Regions from separate parts of the Sus scrofa genome. Here all the other regions are linked to region 1. The links are chromatin contacts, called in public HiChIP or PLAC-seq and promoter capture Hi-C maps. All regions are on one chromosome and are shown on one strand. Each heading gives the region's core, a stretch centred on a gene start, on an enhancer-like site or on the middle of the called end of the contact. The rest is flanking DNA. Distances are from core to core; before and after follow the strand shown.

Region 1 (4,217 bases), core at 94-2,593:
TTGGCATTGGGGTCCCATTGAAGTTGGGACATGAGGGGTGAGCTGTTCCTCCCTGCCCAGAGCAGGACTTGGCCTCCACCTTTCAGAGCAGAGCTTTCTCAGGGCTGCAGGAAGTGAGACAGCCTGGGACCTGGGCCCCTTTGGGGTAGTACTTGCACCTGGACAAACCTCTCCTCCAGCAACAAAATACAAAGAAACTCTAAGGGACTAAAAATAGCTGTGTGCATACACAGTTGGGGCAAATTATGAACAAGACACAAGAAAAAGACCAAAAACTCAGCTTTCACTCCTGAGGGGTGGGGAGCAAAAGCAGAGTATTGTGCATAATCCCTGCCCACTGCACCACTAGGGGGGTGGACAGACCACCCAAGCCACCCTGCCAGCTTGACTGCTGGACCTGTCCTTACCCTCAGGTCACTTAGGCAACCAGATCCCACGCTGAGCACCAATACCCCAGAAGTAAGCAAAGGAATCCGTTATTGTTTTCACTCCCCCTTGCCGCAGCATGAGTCCCAATAACGCCTTGTCTGAATTTCTTATCTGGCCTCTTTATCAATTTCTACTGAGTAAGGAATCCAAGAACCCTGGACGGTAACGGGGGACTGATTTCATTTTCAACCGCCAGGTGTCAGAAGACTGATTTCATTTTCAACCGCCAGGCGTCTCCGGTTCCCTCTCTGAGAAGCATAGGTCTGGTGAACTGTTTATTTTCCCAGGATTCTTGGTGCTGCAGCTCAAAGTTTAACTGGACCACCTCTGACCAGCGGTCCTGCATATCCCAACTTTGGCCCCAAGAAGTGAGCTGGAGTAGGGCGGCACCCTCCAGCTCCCTCTCTCAGGCTAAGAGAAGCAGAAGAAACGGTGCCAACAAAGGGCCGACCTGGAGCGGCAGCTAGAGACCCCAACGTTGCAACTTTTTTTTTTTCCGGTTTTCTTAGGGCCACACCTGCGACATATGGAAGTTCCCAGGCTAGGGGTCTAATCTGAGCTACACCTACTGGAGTACTAGCGAGCTGCTGTACCCGAACTGCTGGCCTACACCACAGCCACAGCAATGCCGGATGCCCAACCTCCTGGGCGAGGCCAGGGATCGAACCCCAACCCACGAACTAGTCGGATTCGTTTCCGCTGCGTCTCAACAGGAACTCCCCCAACCTTGCAACTTTAAAACGCTCCTTTAAATAAAGCTGGGAACTGGCTCACGAGAACCGGTGGACCTGACTGACGCAAACTCCAAACAACGCCTGACTGGGTAGCAGAGAGAAGACCCCAGTAGCCTGAAGTCGACTGCGGACCAACCCGAACGTGGAGAAACACCTGGGGGTAGAGAAGCCCAAGGCCGCAGAACCGGGCAGAGCAGTGTGGGCGGGAAACGCAGGGCGGGAGCGCATAAAGGGGCGGAGCCTGAGGCTGGAGGGGCCCGGGCGCAAGAAGTGGGCGGAGCCAGGGCGGACAGGCGGACAGAGCGCGCGCGCCGGCCAGCAGTCGCCATGGCGCCTCCACAGCAGGCTCGGGTTTTGCGATGCTGCCACTGCCTGCTTTTCCAGGCGCACCAGGTGGGATGGGCTCCAGCCTCCCGCTCCTCCGAGGTCGGGGACAGCGGGCAGGATGAGGTGGGGCCGCGGGGGGCTGGACGTCTTCCCCGCGCCCTGTCCCCAGGCATGGGCATTGTCTCGGGCGCTTGCGGGTTGTGCCTGGGGTCGTGACCTGTGACAGCGTCTGTCCTGAGAACTAGATTTTAGGGATGTCCCTTCTCCATAATGTTCTGGGTTTTTTTTCGGGTTTTGCTGGCTTGTAAAAATTGGCAGAAACCAGTCGTAAAGTTTTCTGCGGAGGCGGCCTCATGAGCTTTAGCAGGGCACACCTGGTTACAGATAGAAGCTAGCCTCCTTTATGCAGAGCCTAGCACCCAAAGTGGCCCTTTCCTAATTTAAATAAAGGGAATTTTATTGTATTTACCCCTGCTGGCATTCTTTCCCTTTGCCCTCGTCTCTATCTATGTGGTGAGGGATAATCGAAGTTTGTAAAATGCATTGCTTCCCTGATTGAAAACCTAAGATAGGGGATGTCACTTGTTCTTTCTTGGATCGTGTTCTGTCTCTCCCTGCTTGATGCTGTCACGCTTGTCAGTGTATCGGCTGTGGTAGTCCCCTTCTCCTCCTAGTTATCTGCTGCTCTGTGCCCTGAAAAAGGATAGCATCAGACTACGTACAAAATATTTGTTTAAAAGTCAGTAATGCGTGGGGGTTCCCCGTCGTGGCTCAGTGGTAACCCAACTAGTATCTATGAGGACGTGGGTTCGATCCCAGGCCTCCATCAGTGGGGTAAGGATCCAACATTTCAATCCGCTGCGGTGTAGTTCGCAGACATAGTTGGGATCTGGCGTTGCTGTGGCCAGTGGCATAGGCTGGCAGCTGATACTCCCATTCGACCCCTAGCCTGGGAACCTCCATATACCACAGGTTCAGCCCTAAAAAGACCAAGAAATAAATAAATAAATAAAGTCAGTAAAGCTCTGAGTATGTACCTATTAAGTTTGCTGTGACTTTGTAAGGGCCGTTTTAGGGAACTCAGAGACTTTTTACTTATTTCATTTTTCAGTTCTAGAAGTTGAGAATAAATGGGAGTCATTTTCACTTTTAAATTATTACACATATATAATACAGTGCGTGTTCTCATGGTGATTTTCAACTCTGAAGTGATTTGAAACCAAGTGGGAAAAGGGGGGGTCGACAGTTTAATTACAAGTTGGCTGTGTACCAGGCAGTTTCACACATCTGATTTAATTTCAACACCTTTTTTTAATTTATTATTTTTTATCTGCTTCGCACCTCGATTCTTTTCCCACTGTTTTTCTTTTTTCTTTTTCTCTTTTTACAGGCACACCTGCAGCATACGGAAGTTCGCAGGCTAGGGTCCATCAGATCTGCAGACACAGGGCTGTGCCACAGCAAAGCTGGACTCAAGATGAATCTGTGACCTTCCGCCACAGCTTGTGGCAATGCTGGATCTTTAACCCACTGAACAAGGCCAGGGGTCTCACCCACGTCCTCATGGATACTAGCTGGGTTTTTAACCTGCTGAGCCACAGCAGGAACTCCCTCAACAGCTTCTGAATTCTGTATCCTCATTGTACAGAGGTGAGAATATTGAAATCCAGATAAAATCAAGTGGTCTCTTCATCTAATAAATGGCAGAGCCAGCCCTGTCCAATTGCAAAAGTCCTGTTATTACCATATTCTCTCCTCCTAGACCCCCAGAGCTAGCTGATTATTGTGTGTCCTTCCTGACCTTTTATTATTTTTAATGCATTTATTCCTTGCATATGTACTTGTAGAAGATACATGATATTTTTACGGCATTTGAAAGGAGATGCTGAGAAGTAGAATCTTAGGATATGCCCACTTAAATTTGTAATAGATGCTGTTGTCCTCCTTAGAATCCTTTTGGGTACTTTTCCAAAAGCCCTAATGGTTTTTGTCTTAGGATCATATTAATCTTATTAATTTTTATGAATCAACCTAGACATCTTTGTGATGTTAAGCATGTTATTTCATTCCATGTCTTAAAGCAACTTGGGTGCCCCTTAATAACTTTTTCTTTGTTGCCATTATAAATGGACTCTTTTTTTTTTAAATCTCCTGGGATTATTTATTTATTTTTTGTCTTTTTGCCATTTCTTGGGCCACTCCAGCGGCATATGGAGGTTCCCAGGCTAGGGGTCGAATTGGAGCTGTAGCCGACGGTGTACGCCAGAGCCACAGCAACGCAGGATCCGAGCCGCGTCTACAACCTACACCACAGCTCATGGCAACGCCGGATCTTTAACCCACTGAGCAAGGCCAGGGATCGAACCCACAACCTCATGGTTCCTACTCAGATTCGTTAACCACTGAGCCACCATAGGAACTCCATAAATGGAGTGTTTGTTTATATAAACTATATTTATTTTTGAAGATATATTAATTTTCACGCCATAAATGGAGTGTTTGTTTACATAAACTATATTTATTTTTGAAGATATATTAATTTTCTACCCAGACCCTAAGTTAGATCGTCTTACTGGTTTTAGCAGTTTTTCATTTGATTATCCTGGGTTTTAAAAAATCAGGGCGTTCCCTTGTGGCACAGTGGGTTAAGCATCCAGTGTAGTCACTGCTGTGGCTCAGGTTGCTGCTGTGACACATGTTTGATTCCTAGCCTGGAAACTTCTACAT
Region 2 (4,412 bases), core at 75-2,574, 190 kb after region 1:
GCTTTTAATTAATATCCAGCTCAGTTTAACTTCCCTCAATCAGCAGTCAAACCACTAGGTCCAGTTTCTTCCTCCTATTTCCATAAATGTGACTTCAGGTCCTGGAAAATAGGACTTAGCTAATTAGGATGTTAGTGTAGTGGATCAACAGCATTCACCATAATAATTTACTGCAGTCATTTATCAAGCAGTTAAAAATGTACATCTAACTTTCCTGCTCTTTCTTACACACGTCTTAATGGTAACAACAACTCTATCAGGTATTACATCCATTATCTGAAACGAAGTGAACTGCCCAGGTTCACATAGCAACAAATGGCTGATGAAGGACCTGAACAAGGGCCTTAGTCTTAACCACTACACACAAACTGCCTAGCTTTCAACTGTAATTCCAACGTGATCATAAAACTAATCGCATGACCTTGGGCCGATCATTTCTGAGCTCTGGGCCTCAGTTTCCTTCACTATAAAACGACCTGCCCACGGAGAGCTTTTGGGTGCTTTCCTGCTTTTAAAAGCCCACTGAATTTACGACGAGATTACTTACTCCCCCAATCTCCAAATAGATGTAAATGTTAGGACTTAAGTTTTTTAACCAGTGCGTGTTCTAGCACATTCTCCATACTCTTCAGGCTGCTACAGTCCAGTCTTCACTTTGCGGTTTTAATTTTCAAATTTTAGATCTGTAATGCTAATTCTAAATATCCTCTCTCTGTCCTATTATCACCTTTCCCCACTACTAAGAGTACCAACAAGGCCCGATCCTATTCCAGACCTTTACCCGGTTACTCTACCCCACCTCACAGCTTCCCAGGCAGTCAGCAATAGGTATAAGAAAGCCCTAGAAGCAGAACCATGAAGAGAAGTTAGCTTTCCCAGAGGTCAAGAAAGGCTCTAGGACACCTGCCACGCCTCCCAACCCCGGCGGCGCGGCCTGGGCCTGGCTCCGCAACTCAAGCGGCCCAGGTTCAGGCCTAACCCATCCCGTCTGGCGGGTCCACCAGGGCCTGAGCCATCGAAACTCAGCCGGACCCCTCAGCCCCGGCCACGCCCGGCTTCTCGAGACCTCCGCCGCCAGGCCGCGCACCCAGGCCCCCGAGGGTCCTCACAGGCCCGAAGACACGGGCAGGCCCCTGTCTCACCTCAAGCCTCAGGAGGACCGCCGGTGGTGCCCGCGCCTCCTCCCGCCCGCACACCTGGCCCCACGCTGCAGTGGAGACAGCGGCTGAGGGAGCCTGACCGTCACGTGCCGCAGAACCAAGAGGCCTCGACTCCTGCAGCCGCCGCGCGAGCGAGCCCCACCGCACGAAGCCCGGCCCTGCGTCCGCCCCTGTCTCCTCAGTAGCTACCACCAGCGCCAAGTCCCGCCCTCTCGCGCAAGATCCTGAATTCAATTGGTTATTGTGGCCATCGCTCTATGCACCTTCCCATACGCCCCCTAGGGCTATTCTTCGTGGAGTGTGGGGATTGGTTAGGAGTGAGGCAGGAAGTGGCTGTTGGTTGGGCAGTATGGAAGGAGGCGGTGTACGGCGGCATCGGGATCGGCGGGGGCGCGCGCGCGCGCGCGCGCGTCGTGGGGCGGGACTGGCCAGGCAGGCGTTCCCGCGCTGGTTGTTCTGGTGCCTTAGTGGGCGCGCTGCCCGGCACTGCATCCTAATTTCTATGGTTTCGACCGTTCAGGTGCCTGGACCCGGGCCTCGGGGTCTGGCATCTCATTCCCTTCGATGAGAGAGCAAATGGAAGCTGGCAGGATGGGTGGGAGGTCCATTGAGCCATCGGGAAGGACCTGGTTTCCAGTGCAGCGAGTGCGCAGATATGATGGAATCAGTCACGGCTCCCTTGGCCTGTCCTGGAGTCGCTGTACACCAGGCGCCACCGTTCCTGCAGAGTCATTGCTCTGGGCCCAGCAGTCTGAGGCCGCCTTATCACCCAACGTCAAAATATAGCCCAGAATACTATAATCCAGCGTTACTTCAACTTTCAATTTGTGATGTTTCCAAAAGCAAGATAAGACAAAAAGGGCACAATCACACTTAACAGCAGTGAGTGAGAAAAAGATGGTGCAATGGAAAATTTTCAAACACACCACAGATTTTGTAACTAACTTTTAGCACATCTTCAGTTTTCTGGGCCTGAGACAGAGCAGGACTGTAGATCCTACTAAGGATCTTGTTAGAGATTTTTTTTCCGTTAAAGCACAATGTTCTTAAAAGGAAGCTGAGGCCAAATCTCTGAAGAATGAATTTTGTGTTTGTTTTTTTCACAATTTGAAGTCACTTTATTTACTGACCCAGATTACAAAAATAATCACATAGACAACTCAGTTCATCCATTTAATAAGCCTGTTAGATCTATTTATCTGGGCCCTTCAGGAGAAGATAGTTTGAAGGGCCACAGGATGTTGTTTGCTTCTTTGAAGCATTTTCCAACAGTACGGATTTCATGAATAAGATCCTCCAGGAGTTACTATTGTGGCTTAGTGAATTAAGAACCTAACATAGTGTCTGTGAGGATGCGGATTCAATCCCTGGCCTTGCTCAGTGGGTTAAGGATCCATCCTAAGCTTAGGCGTAGGTCACAAATGTGGCTGCAATCCCATGGGTTTTTTTGTTGTTGTTGTTTTTGTTTTTTTCATTTTTCTTATTACTCAAATGAATTTATCACATCTGCAATCCCATGTTGCTGTGGCGGTGGTGTAGGCCAGCAGCTGCAGCTCTGATTCAACCCCTAGCCTGGGAACTTCCATATGCCACATATGTGGGCCTAAAAAAAACAAAAACAAAAAAAAAGGGGGAGGGAGGGGGAGAAAGAAAGAAAAGAGGAAAAAAAAAAAAAAAAGGTAAGATCCTGCATGATGGCTTATTTACCAAGAGATGGAGCAGTCCAAGTGTTATCTGTCAGGGCAGTTTCCTTCTTGTTGATTTGCCATAACCACGACTGGAGATTCATTTATCTTCTGGCTTGGAGATCCACTCATCTTCTGACTTCAGGTGTGGGTACCTTCCATGCAGTATGTGGTTCCATAATCCTCAAGTGTTAACTGAAGCTTCCTTGAGCTTAACAAGGGTGCAGTTGAAGATTTGGTGAAAACAAAGAACATGCAACACCTTTCAGATCTCTGGGCTCACACCATTGATATCTGTGATCCTGATGAGGAATGCCCATTTGGGTCCCTCAGGTACACCAAACTTGCCCACTTTTCTTGTTATCCTTGTCATCTGAATCTCAGTTCTATCTGCCTATATTCCCTATGACATGATTAGCTTTTTCATAGGTAAGCTTCTTTCTTGCCTTTCAAAACATCTTTTGGGCAAACTCAGGAACTTAATCCCAGGGTCTGTAAAATTCCTCCACTTTTTTTCTTAAGGATTTGCCTTTTTTTTTTTTTTTTTCTTCTAAACTCACCATGGTTTCACCAGGAAGAAAACTTGATATCTTGGAGTTCACTGTGGCCCAGGGGAGTGAGAACCCGACATAGTGTCTGTGAGTATGCGGGTGCAATCCCTGGCCTCGCTCAGCGGATTTAGGATCCGGTGTTGCTGCAAGCTGCCGTGTAGTTTGCAGATGCTGCTTGGATCTGGTGCTGCTGTGGCTGTGGTGTAAGCTGGCAGCTGCAGCTCTGATTTGACCCCATCCCTAGAAACTTCCATATACCACAGGTACATCGTAAAAGGAAAAAGAAAAAAAAAAGACTTGCAATCTTTTCTTGATAATGCAAAAAAGGGTACTTGAGGTATTAGAATATTTTATAATTATAATCATTTTATAATTATTAGATGTAGAACATGTGGGAGATTGGGTTAAATGTATTTCGATTTTATGGTATAATCTGCAAGATGGTTTTCTTGCAGGTAGGTAGGTAGAATAGCCATGTGAAGTGCTTGTGTTTAAAAATATACACAAGAAGTTGCCTAGTGGCTCAGTAGCTTAAGGATCTGGCATTGTCACTGCTGTGGCTTGGGTTTGATCCCTGGCCTGGGAAATTCCACATGCCACAGGAGTGGCCAAAATATACATATATGTACACACACACACACACACACACACACACACACACACAATGATGTGCACTGCAGCATTGTTTGTGGTACACAAATCCTAGAAACTACCAAACCATCATAGAGGACTAGTTAAATATAGGTCATCTGTATAATGATTCTGCCCCATTGGAAGGCATTGGCAAACACATATGTGTATAGATATGACTGCCAAGATTTAATGTTATGTGAAAAAGCACTAAGAAAAGTATGTTTCCTTTCATGTTGCAAAGGGAGATATATTATCATAAGCACAGACAAAAACCATCCTGGAAAGACGAACAAGAAACTGCTAAGAGTGGTCAAAGAGGCCAAAGAGGTGGCTAAGACTCTGGAAGTGAAAAGGAGACTTTTTTTTTTTTTTTTTTTTTTTTT
Region 3 (4,002 bases), core at 919-3,418, 230 kb after region 1:
AGCCACCGGCCTACACCAAAGCCACAGCAACGTGGGATCGGAGCCGCGTCTGCAACCTACACCACAGCTCACGGCAACGCCGGATCGTCAACCCACTGAACAAGGGCAGGGACTGAACCCACAACCTCATGGTTCCTAGTCGGATTCGTTAACCACTGCGCCACAACGGGAACTCCAAAATATTCTTGTACATCATGTTCTATCCCAGTTTGCTGTGCTATACAGTAGAACCCTGTTGTTTATGCATTGTAAATGTAATAGTTTGCATCTACTAACCCCAAATTCCCAGCCAATCCCACAACATGCCATTATTTTTTAAGGCACATCCTTTATTTTTTTGGCCCAACCCAGCATGTGGAAGTTCCCCTGCCAGGGACTGAACCCTCACTGCACTTACAGTCTGTGAAACTGCTGCAGCAATGCTGGATCCTTAACCTGCTGCACCGCACAGGAACTTCCCACATCTGTAATTTAGAGAGATTAAACTGAAAAAAAGGTGTTTAAAGTTGATGAAAAAGATAATTAATAAATATATGCTTTATCTTTGTATGGGAAAGAGCTCCCCCGCCCCCGCAAGCCACATCTCACATGTGGAAGGGCACCACAACAGTGACAATGCCAGATCCTTAACTGGCTGAGCCACAAGGAGACTCCTGGGAAGAGGCTTTCTAAGCTTAAAGACAAACTTTCTAAGCTTAAAGACAAAGTATCCATAGCTTTGACTTCATCAAAATGAAAACCTTCTGGGGAGTTCCCTCGTGGCTCTGTGGGTTAAGGATCCAGCACTGTCACTGCTGTGGTTCTGGTTACAGCTGTGGCATGGGTTTGATTCCTGGCCTGGAATCTTCCACATGCCTTGGGCATGACCAAAAAATAAAAATATTGGCAGAGGATAAAAGAAAGGGAATTTTCAGTGTCAGCAAAGCAAAAGGATATGGAACCCTCACCTGCCCCTGAGAGGGGTTGTCAAACCTTTAATTTAGGGTAGGCCCTAAAAATATTTAGGTCCTTCCTAGTTTACTTCTAGAAATCTATCCAAGGAAATGATCTTATCTTTCTGTGATGATTACACATCACATTTACTTACTGTGAAAAAAAATCCCAGAAAACTTTAGGGAAAATAAACATCTTAGACATGTAGCCAGGTTGTTGAAAGGTAAAGACATGATTTGAGGGGGTCAGGCTTTTTCCTTCACCTAACCAGAAACTAGTGTTCTTAGGTCATTTAATAAGACCAAAGCTCTCAAATGATGTAACCTGTTAGGAAACCTTAAGACAGTCTTGTGATGTTTTGGAGAGACAGTGGCCAAGAGCAAAAACTGTTCTCCTTGCCTTTTTTTTTTTTTTTAAGGGCTGTACCTGCGGCATATGGAGGTTCCCAGGGGTTGAATCTGAGCTGCAGCCACCATCCTATGCCAGGTCCCAGTCGGGTCTTCAACCTACACCCCAGCTCACAGCAATGCCAGATCCTTAACCCACTGAGCGAGGCCAGGGATTGAACCTTCGTTTGCATGGATACTAGTCGAATTTTTTTCCGCTGAGCCAGGATGGGAACTCCTCTCCTTGCTTTTGAATCACTCAGAAATAGACCTTTGATCTAGACAATTTGGGAATCCCATCTTAGTGACTTTAGCCAAAATGCCCTCTATTTCCTCTAGCTCCGTGTGCAATTGAGGGCAGGCAGTTGCATTCACCGTGCTTGTTCCATCTGTGTCCCCTTTACACCCAGCAGCAGAGTTTTTCTTTTCGAACAGCTCTTCTTGCGCCCTGCTGAAGACCTGCCAGAACCTTTTCTTGTGCTTGTAATTATCACTTTTGCCAAGGCCTAAATGGCCTGGCAGGATTGGCCCCTGCCTACTTCTGGGACCTTGGATCATCTTCTCCCTCTATTCCACTGATGTCCTCTCCAGTTTTCTCAAACCTATTAAAACTGGATACGGCCTCCAGACCATCGCAGGGGCGAAAACATGCTTTCTTGCATCTCTGAGTAGTGGCACTCAGAGAGGTCTTTGCTGTGGTACTCCGTGTTTATTGCTTGTGTCCACCAGGCTGGAGGTGGGGAGGATAGGCAGGATCAGACAAAGGGAGCACTGAGAGCCTATGAGCAAGGTCCCAATTCCTGCAGTGCTACTGGAAATCACGAGCATCACCAGCCTCCAGTTCTGTGCGCACACGAGATGACCCTGGAGTCTCGCCAGGGCGAGTGTCTCCATCTAGGGATGGACAAAACGGTTCCTACTTAGCCTTGGGAAAATCAAGCGGGAACCCGCTCCAGAAAGCGGAGCAACGCGCACTGGCTGCTCAACCTGTACTCACGACGCGCAGCGGGACTCGGCGTACGGCGCCCGCCTCTCGTGCTAATGCCCGCGCCCGCCTCTCGTGCTAATGCCCGGGGCGTTCAGGGCCCGCAGGTCTTGGGGCGGGGCAGCTGGGGGTCACAAAGCGCGAGTTCGTTAGGGCAAAAGCGGAGTACGAGACTGAGGCACGGGCACAGGGACTCTGCATGGGGCCCCAGGCCCAACGACGACAGGTAAGGAACAGTGGCGGCAGGAAGGCCCAGGACTCGCTCCCGGCGCCGCCGGGATATCTTCGGGCGCGGGAAGCACGCAGTCCCGCAGCGCTGTTTGCCACGGGCTGGCTCTAGGAAGAAAAGGTGTATAGGCTGCACAAGGGCGGGGAGCGCCTGTAACTTCAGGTCGTCCAGGACTGTAGATAATGGGCTAAGCGGCACCTCATCACAACCCAGAGGCTAGTACACAGTACAGTTCCTATAAAGGACCTGACAGCCGCCATTCCCCTCCCCCCTTCTGGCGGGTAAGATCAGAGAACGGTTTGAAGGAAGACGCATGCGCGTGAAACTAAATTAAACCGCTAAAGCTCGCAATAATCGCGGGAAGGCGCAGGCGCATAAAAGCCCCGCGGGTTTAAGGAGGTGGGAGGGGCTGAGCCTAAAACGCCAGCGTTTAATAACTTGCTGCCTGGAGATGGGCTGGAACGTAAAATTACGCATGCGCCCAAGCTCTGTGTGACGCAACGGGGCGGTGCGGCCACCTGACTGCGCGTGCGCAGAGATTGTTCTAAGCGCCTTATTTAGGTTGCGCAGGCGCCCGCTGGCCATTTCTTCTCAGCCACGCCGAAGTTGTTCGTGTAGGTGAGTGTTTGTTGCTCCGTGTTTACCGCGAAGCGGACTCCAAGGATGCCATTTTTACGAGGATTGTTTACCCCCAGGAGTCTGTGGAACCTGGGAGGCTTTAGCAAGGTGCGGCCTGCCGTTGGGAGCGAGGAATGGTTCGCCGAGTCTTGGCAGGGCCGCTGAGGCCTGCAGGCCGCGCTGACTCTATTGTGTGAGATGTCGGAGGAGGCGGAGCGGAAGCGGTCGCCGCCATTTCCTTGCTTCCACGCTGGCGTTAGGCCGGGTTCCCCTTTGGCTTGGGGCACCGGTACCTGGTGCACAGAGCGGCTTCGGGGGCCCGACCGCTGGCCAAGGGGGTGTTTGGCGTTGGAGTATGTGGGGTCGGGAAGTCCGCACGGCCTCGGCCTTTATTAAGGCGCCGCGGCGGGGCGGCAGGGCGTCTCGAGAGCGGAACGGAAGGCTGTTTAATTTTAACATTTCTCAGGTCTGACCGTCATCCCCACTTTGCAGTCTTTTTCGACGCCCGAACGCACTAAGAGACGATGATGTTGGGCACCGAAGGCGGAGAGGGATTCGTGGTGAAGGTCCGGGGCTTGCCCTGGTCCTGCTCGGCGGACGAAGTGCAGCGGTTTTTTTCTGGTGAGTCTGAAGCGGAGGCGGGAGTTAAGCGGCCGAGGCCGCAGGGCGGGCGGGCGGGCGGGGAGGCGGCGGTGGCCGGGCCGGGCCGGGCCGGGCCCGGGGCGCCCCCTGGTGGGGCGCGGGCGGCAGCCGTTCCCGCCGGCCTGCTCGCGCCCGGCCGGCCGCTGTTACGCAATGGAAATTGCGAAAGCTCCGCCCGCCCTGCCGGCCCTCTTGGGGGGAATGCGGCC

What was found. Promoter capture Hi-C pulls out the DNA fragments that hold promoters and counts their contacts. HiChIP or PLAC-seq counts read pairs in DNA pulled down with a chosen protein or histone mark.
Region 2: a contact with region 1 is called in an H3K27ac HiChIP or PLAC-seq map of alveolar macrophages. The contact joins the promoter of CANX here to the promoter of MRNIP in region 1. A contact is called at or near these places in 1 of 47 Hi-C or Micro-C datasets (embryonic fibroblasts) and 1 of 2 datasets of contacts at active chromatin or transcription factors (alveolar macrophages).
Region 3: a promoter capture Hi-C map of fetal liver shows a contact between it and region 1, with 2.8 times the contacts expected there. The contact joins the promoter of HNRNPH1 here to the promoter of MRNIP in region 1. A contact is called at or near these places in 2 of 5 promoter capture datasets (fetal liver and liver), 15 of 47 Hi-C or Micro-C datasets (alveolar macrophages, blood, embryonic fibroblasts and 8 more) and 1 of 2 datasets of contacts at active chromatin or transcription factors (alveolar macrophages).

Annotation. Positions count from the first base shown.
Region 1 is chr2:78,729,268-78,733,484 of Sscrofa11.1, forward strand. MRNIP (MRN complex-interacting protein) reads left to right here and starts at 1,344. Exons shown (of 6, transcript XM_013987518.2): 1 at 1,344-1,556. The coding sequence starts at 1,491.
Region 2 is chr2:78,914,504-78,918,915 of Sscrofa11.1, forward strand. It overlaps CANX (calnexin), which reads right to left and starts at 1,325. Exons shown (of 15, transcript NM_001243210.1): 1 at 1,143-1,325.
Region 3 is chr2:78,959,288-78,963,289 of Sscrofa11.1, forward strand. It overlaps HNRNPH1 (heterogeneous nuclear ribonucleoprotein H), which reads left to right and starts at 2,169. Exons shown (of 14, transcript XM_021084330.1): 1 at 2,169-2,530; 2 at 3,644-3,772. The coding sequence starts at 3,676.